Regions from separate parts of the Gossypium hirsutum genome. Here region 1 is linked to region 2. A link is a contact called in public Hi-C data. All regions are on one chromosome and are shown on one strand. The core of a region is the stretch at or near the end of the contact, and the rest is flanking DNA. Distances in the headings are between cores, read along the strand shown.

What was found. A called contact is a pair of places that touch in the nucleus more often than the background predicts.
Region 1: a contact with region 2 is called in a Hi-C map of leaf, with 2.3 times the contacts expected there. The contact joins the promoter of LOC107961679 here to the promoter of LOC107962894 in region 2. A contact is called at or near these places in 11 of 34 Hi-C or Micro-C datasets (anther, callus, fibers and 3 more).

What each region holds. Positions count from the first base shown.
Region 1 is chrA06:37,326,648-37,330,333 of Gossypium_hirsutum_v2.1, reverse strand. It overlaps LOC107961679 (EIN3-binding F-box protein 1), which reads right to left and starts at 2,332. Exons shown (of 2, transcript XM_016897757.2): 1 at 1,880-2,332; 2 at 1-1,061. The coding sequence starts at 1,904.
Region 2 is chrA06:37,147,809-37,151,347 of Gossypium_hirsutum_v2.1, reverse strand. It overlaps LOC107962894 (ethylene-responsive transcription factor SHINE 2), which reads left to right and starts at 2,148. Exons shown (of 2, transcript XM_016899444.2): 1 at 2,148-2,473; 2 at 2,587-3,539. The coding sequence starts at 2,394. The coding sequence ends at 3,142.

The DNA of each region.
Region 1 (3,686 bases), core at 1,083-3,582, 180 kb before region 2:
TGTGAAAGATTTCAATTTCTGTAGTCCATGACCGTTACCCATTACCCAGAAGCCCTTTTCACTCACATTTGGAAGGCTAGTGAGAGAAAGGTCGGTCACTGCCTTGCCATAGTGTCCAATAATAGCAAGAGAGACATCAGTGATGCTCAAGGCCTGGAGCTTGACTTTTGTGAGGGAATATGAGGCTGAAGACAACAGGCTCGCAACTCCTTGATCTCCAACAAGGGGGCAATCTTTGATGGAAACATACTTTAGATTGGGACAGCTACGTGCTATTGCTTGAAGACCTTCATTTCCAATGTTTGCACAACCCTCGATGGTCAGATCAGTCAAGTTAGTGCAGCCCTTTGCTACAGCAAGCAAGGACTTATCGGTAATTGAGGGACAGTGGCAAAGGTCGAGCTTCTCTAGCTGGTGACACCCGTTGGCAATCTCGCAAAGACCTTCATCTCCAACAGAAGACAAATTCCACAAGGAAAGAACCCTTAGAGAAGGGCACCCGCGGGAAATGGCTCTGAGGCCAACAGTAGTTACTCCATACCTGGACTTGCTTCCTCGAATGAAAAGTTTCCCCAATCCTCCACGACTAGCTGTTCCGACAGCAATAGATGCAAGTCTAACATCTGTTGCTTTCTTCCCATCCAAACTCCTTGAGAGGTATCCATCACCCTCAACATCTGAATCTACATCCTCAGAAGAAACTCCACCTTTTTTATCGGTACTCTCGTACTCAAGATCTGATGCTTGGGTGGTTTTATTATCATTGATTTCATCTCTACGGATGTTGCTTACAAGTGTAAGCCAGCGCTTGGAAACACAAGCACAGGTACTCCTCTCTTGGCCTCCAGGTAACCGTCTGAAGATTTCAAATAAGCATTCATCGGGGAGGATCTCTATTGAAGGCTTCTTTTGCTCAAACTTCCCTCCAGCGAAAACGAATGGGGAACTGACGCGGCACCTCTTGCAAGGAGGGAAATACACATCCTGGTTAGGGTAAAAAAAGAGACTTGACTCCTTGCGGTTTGGGTAGATTGACCCCCCAGGGCAAAAATCATCACTTCCTGCAAACCAATACAAAGAACAACTATGAGATCAACGAAGCAAATTACAAGAAAACCGAGCTAAAATTTTTGAAAGATGTTTATTGATCAAATAGCACTTGTCTAGGAACCTAAGAACAACATAAGGAGGCTAACAAAGAAACCTAAGAATATTTAACTTTCACACCATACAAGATCTATGAACTAGATGGAGCTTATAACTCAGAAAGTCCATCTCAGATGTAGTCCTGTCCTATGTAACTGAACAAACAACCTACTGCCTAAAAGACAGTCGTCCGAACAGATCCAGTCAGAATAGACCTGATCTACAACCAAAACTCCTTTATTGCTTTCAAGTAGAAAGAATCATTAAACCATAAAAGAAATTAAGGTAAGAAACATCCTCAAAGTTCGTGCATAACATCAAAATCTCTTCACATATTTGACAGTTGAGGGTTAATCTAATAAGTGGCATGAAAAAAAATGAACAATCAGACTTGTGCCAGAGGCACCTAATCTACAACTAGAATCACCTAAAGGCTGCTAATTTTTTCCTCCCTTATCTAACTGAATTAACTAATTTACAACCAAGACTAAAAAATTCCACATTTATCCAGTCAACCAAATACCATGAAACAAAAAATCTTTGCTAAAAGGCTATTAAAACCATCCATGATACTTTTACAATAATGATAAAGACGAGTACCCTAAGTTACCTAAGATATCTCAAAAATCTAAAATTTGTTCATATAAAGAAAAAGGGTATCCACATATAAGACAACAGCTGAGAATTACAAAAAAAAAATAATAATAATAACTAGCAAACATGAAGAGCTTACCACTAAAAGCAAAGAGCTTTGACATGAGTACAGCTCAAAAAACCCCGGGAGGTCAAATATGCACTGTTCCACGCCCAAAAACCCTCCAAAGAGAGACAAAAAAAGAGACCCAAAAAGGAAGAAGGCTAAAACGTCACCGTGTATGGCTTGAATACACGAATGCATGAGAAAGATTGGAGCTTGAAGATGATTGGAACCCTATTAGATAGGGCAAAAAAAAAAAGAGTGAAAGAAAGAAACTGTGGAGAATGAGAAATGAAAGATGAGAGGTAAAGGAAAAAAGGGGTTGGTTTTATGATGAGAGGAGAGAGGCTTGGGTATGTGATAATACACTGGAAAGATGCCCACATGCAATGTATTTGAGCAAAAATGTCGTTTTATTTTTTTTTTTTTTCCTTCAATACTCTCTATCTTCTCCCCCACCACCATTTTCAATACCACTTACCACTTTTTCTTTTGTTGGTTTTTTTATAATTGGCCTTTTTGTTGTTATGCTCCCTTTATTATCTTAAAATTGAGTCTATTTTAATTGGTCCCTTTATTTTACAAGAATTAAGAAGTTAGTCCTCCTACTTTAATTCGTTAAGGTATTTCCCTTTTGCTTTACGAAAATTAATAATAGTTAAATAATTTATATGCAAATCAACAATTCAACTATTTATATTTACGACATCAGTAAAAATAATAATTAAACAAATTATATGAAACAAATTAATAAAAATCACCGATTCAAATTCATGTATTACCATAATTAAACTAACTTCTTGACTTTCGAACTAAATTTTGACAAATAAAATAGGGGGAGTAATTTCTGGATTTTATACTACCATTTATCTTTCTGATCATAGTGAAATTTCAATTATAATCTTACTGTTTTCTTGTTCTCCGATCATAAATTGTCAATTTGAAATATAGATGTCTTTTTTTTCTCTCATAAATCCATGAAAAGTTACTAATATGTGAAGCAATTCCATAGAAATATAGTATTTTGTCTATGCCATATGTTCAACTTTTTTTTAATTGCATAAATGATAGGTATTTTTCCTTATATGATCTATGTTAAGCTTCGGTTTTGTAGGTAGAAACTAAATAACTTATGATATAAATTAAATCATTGTTAAAAATATGATAATTTAAAGTATCAAATTTTATATAAAATAAATTATTGATATTATAATTTTGCGTAAAATATAGGGTTAATATATACTCTTTGGTACATGAGTTTGTCTTTAATTATATTTAATTTGGTACTTAAGTTTTTTCTCCAATTTGGTACTTAAGTTTAGCTTCAATATTCGATACCTAAATTCTTTTAATTTGATGTAATTAAGTACTTGAGTTTGACTTTGATGTTCAATTTGGTACCTGAGCTCTTTTTTTCCCAATTAAGTACCTATGCATTTTTTACTAAAGTGCACGAGTTAAACATTCATTGGATTATATGATTTTGTTTGGTATGGATACCAAATTGAACATTAAAACTAAACTAAGGTGACAAATGATATATTAACCCTAAAATATATAATATAAAAACAACCCAAATATATAAAAGGCTAAAATATGGTTTGAGTCCCTATACTCTTCCTGCATTTTAAATTTAGTCCATCAACTTTTTATTTCCAGGGATTTAGTCCCTCTTCTTTTTAGATTTCAAATTCAAGTCTAATTATTAACACTATTAAAATTATTTTGTTGAATTTGTTTTCGTGACATTTTCAATTTTTAAAAAGAAAAAAACTCATTTGGTAGCCATGTGACAAGAAAATAATGTTGTAATAAACTTAAATTTAATAAAAGAATTGTAATA
Region 2 (3,539 bases), core at 899-3,398:
TGAGAAGTGTTTTTTTTTCAAAAGACAAATCACATGCCTCTATAAATAAGGAAAAAGTGAGTTTGAAAAAGAAGCCACGTCATCAAACTTGACACTAATCATCATGGTCTTTCAATCCAATATGTTGGATAAAACTATAAATTTCAACTCATTTTGATCCTATTATATTGGTTTTAAGCACAAAAATAATGGATCTTCGAAGGAATAGAGGCAACTGTCTTCTTCAAAGATATCAGAATCAAAATAGGTGGACTTCATTTATATGTTAAAGAGGTCAACAAAAAACATCACTCATATGCTTGAGCTTAAAAGGTTATATTGTGCTCTTAAACACAAGAAAATAAAATGATATTACTCCTAAGCACAAATTTAAACTATTCATCTAAAAAAAAAGTGATGCTCTTAAGCAAAAGTTTAAATCATGCATCCAAAAAGAGATGATGATGATGATGATGCCCTTATGCATGAGTTTAAACTATTCATCTAAATTCTAAAAATATGATGCTCCTAAATATTATCTTAAATTGTTCATCTAATAAATAATATTCCTAAGCATAAGTTTAAACGATTGTATCACTTTTAAGCATGAGATTAAATTGTACATCTAAAAAAATGAACTATCTCATGACTTGACCTTTAAAAAATGATTATACACATGCAATTTAGTTTTATTGCGTGTTCATTCCAAATGAAAAGAAAAGTTGTTGATGGCAAAAAAATATTAAAAGATGAAAATTTTCGATATTAAAAGCAAACTAAGTTTTAAGGCTTGTCTATGTTCTATACTCAACACAAACCATTTGTGTGACTAAGTCCTGAAAGGCAATTTGTAGGTTTGAGAAAATTTTGGATGAATCAAAATTATTTATTATTTATCTTTAATTAAATTAAATTAATTAAAAAAAAGATAAACTAAGAAATTAAATCCTTTTAGAAAACTTTTATAAACATATCATATTCTTTAAGGATTATTTTATATATATTTAATTTAAACAAATATGAGATAAATAATAAATTAAAAAAAGGTTTAATCCTTGTATATCACCCAAATTAATAAGTTATAGTCTATATGAATTCTCTTTTACTTAATTGATTGGCATTATAAAAGGAGATAACTTACAAATCATTCAACACAACTTCATAATTTTGAAAGTTTAAAAATCAAAACTTTAAGAGAAGATTTTGAACACTAGAGACTTTCTCCAAATCTCTGAAAAAATTGAGAACTCAAAAATTTTGAAGAATGTCGCATCAATTCTAGAAAAAGCTACTTCCAATCTTGTTCAACTTTACAAAGAAGTTTAAATTCGTTCTTCAAAATCAAGTCTAGAAAGCTTTTAAGTGGAATTCTCTATCCAAAATCAAGTTTTAAAGAACCTTGAGCAAATCTCTCCCTAATTTGATTGCACCAACATAAAGGAGATAAAAATCATTCTTCGGAATCAAGTCTTGGGAACTTTTGAAGTGAACCTCGTTGACTTAAGATCAAGTTTCAAAGACTCTTAGATCAATTCTCAAACAAACAACTATCCAAACTTGTTTTCAAAATCAAGTTTAAACAACCTTTAGATCGAAGCTTCATTAAACAGAAGAATAAAATGATTTCTTTGTGTTCAAGAAACTTCCAAAAATTTTAACTCAAATTTTATAAATAAAATTATTTTATTTGTTCTTAGTTTTTTAAGTCTTAATTTTTTTACTCCAATTTGTGTGTAAAAATTGTTAATTTTTTTATAATATAAATTTCAAATTAATACTTGGCTATTAGATACAAAATTGTTTAGGGTAGTGTTTGGGAATTTAATTTTAAAATTACAATTTGGATTTAAAAAATAATGTAAATTAAGAAATAAAATATTTAAAATGTAAGATCCATAATAATTTCTCAAACTTATTAGATTCCTAGTTAGTAGTAATTTTGAATTCCTAATATTTTTAGATTTAATATATTCATATTTTTATACTTGTGGATAACATATGCATTGTATTCTTATCATGAATTTTCAAATCTATGTTTCATAGAGGTAGTATTATTTTATCACCGGTTTTTTTTTTCTTTTTTCTTTTGAAATCCAATTAATTTGATTACCTAGCTAGTGAACATTATTAGTACTTACTAGTATAATGAAGAAGATAGTCAAAATGTTATCTAGCTGTTTTTTCTTTCTTTTTCTGTTTTGGAACCTAGCTCTTTCCTGGTGTGTAGGTGGAAATCTTTATTGCAGCAAAGTAGTATACTAATTACCTCGAGACTTTTCCATTAAATACATCTAGACAGCTCACAGCCTCATATATAATTTTTTTCACATTTCCCCCCTCTTAAAAACTGCAACCTCATCACCTTCCATATTTATGATATCTCTGCACTCAAGTCTTTCTCTCCATCACAAGACATGGTACAATCAAAGAAATTCAGAGGTGTTCGGCAGCGTCAGTGGGGCTCTTGGGTTTCCGAAATTCGCCACCCTTTGCTGTAATTACCACACCCACCCACTCACATTATCACCCCATTAATTGCCATAAATATATATGTATATGCTTGTCTGGTTTTATGCTGTGAATTTGATGGTGTTTTTATATTTGCAGGAAGAGAAGGGTATGGCTAGGGACATTCGAGACAGCTGAGGCTGCTGCAAGGGCATATGACCAAGCTGCTATTTTGATGAACGGCCAAAATGCAAAGACCAATTTCCCCAAGGCTGCTCACCCTGGTGAACAAAATGCTCGTGGTGGTGGTGGTGGCGGTGATGATGATGATGATGATGATCGGTCTCCATTGCCCCCTAAGGCCTTGGCCGAGCTTTTGAATGCTAAGCTGAGGAAGTGTTGCAAAGACCAATCTCCTTCTTTGACTTGCCTCAGGCTCGATACCGATAATGCTCATATAGGTGTGTGGCAAAAGCGTGCAGGGAATCGATCGAGTTCCAATTGGGTCATGAGGGTTGAGCTTGGGAATAAGAAGGTTGATACCCCGGCGTCCGGAGACAGAAGGACACTGTCGCCGGGGTCGTCAACTACGGCGGATGAGATCGAAGCCGGGAACCTAATGGGGGAAGAAGATAGGATTGCACTGCAGATGATAGAAGAATTACTCAATTGGAATTGTCCCGTGACTTCTTCAACTTCTCTAATTGGAGTTTAAGTGTGTTATAGCTACTTAAAAACATATATGATATTGTGAACAGCGCAGTGGTGAAGTCCCATTGCTAGATATAAAAAAAGAATTTCTACTCAAAAGTCCTTTTAGCATTTTACCCTTTCAAGGTCATAAGTCATTGTTCTACCATCCCCGCATGTAAAACTGGTTGTGAAATTTTACAATATGAAAGCAAATGTAGATCACCACCTACATAACTGTTTAACCTTCGAATTTAATCCAAGCTTTAATGTCTGTTTATCTGTCATAGATTCTACAACCTTAAAAACTGGTCTACTTGCTCCAGTAACTTAGAATTAGCCGTCTTTTTACTGTCTGCTTTTAGTCCATCTATTGTAATCTATCACCTCTCAACATTGTATATTAAACTTTTAATTGGTAT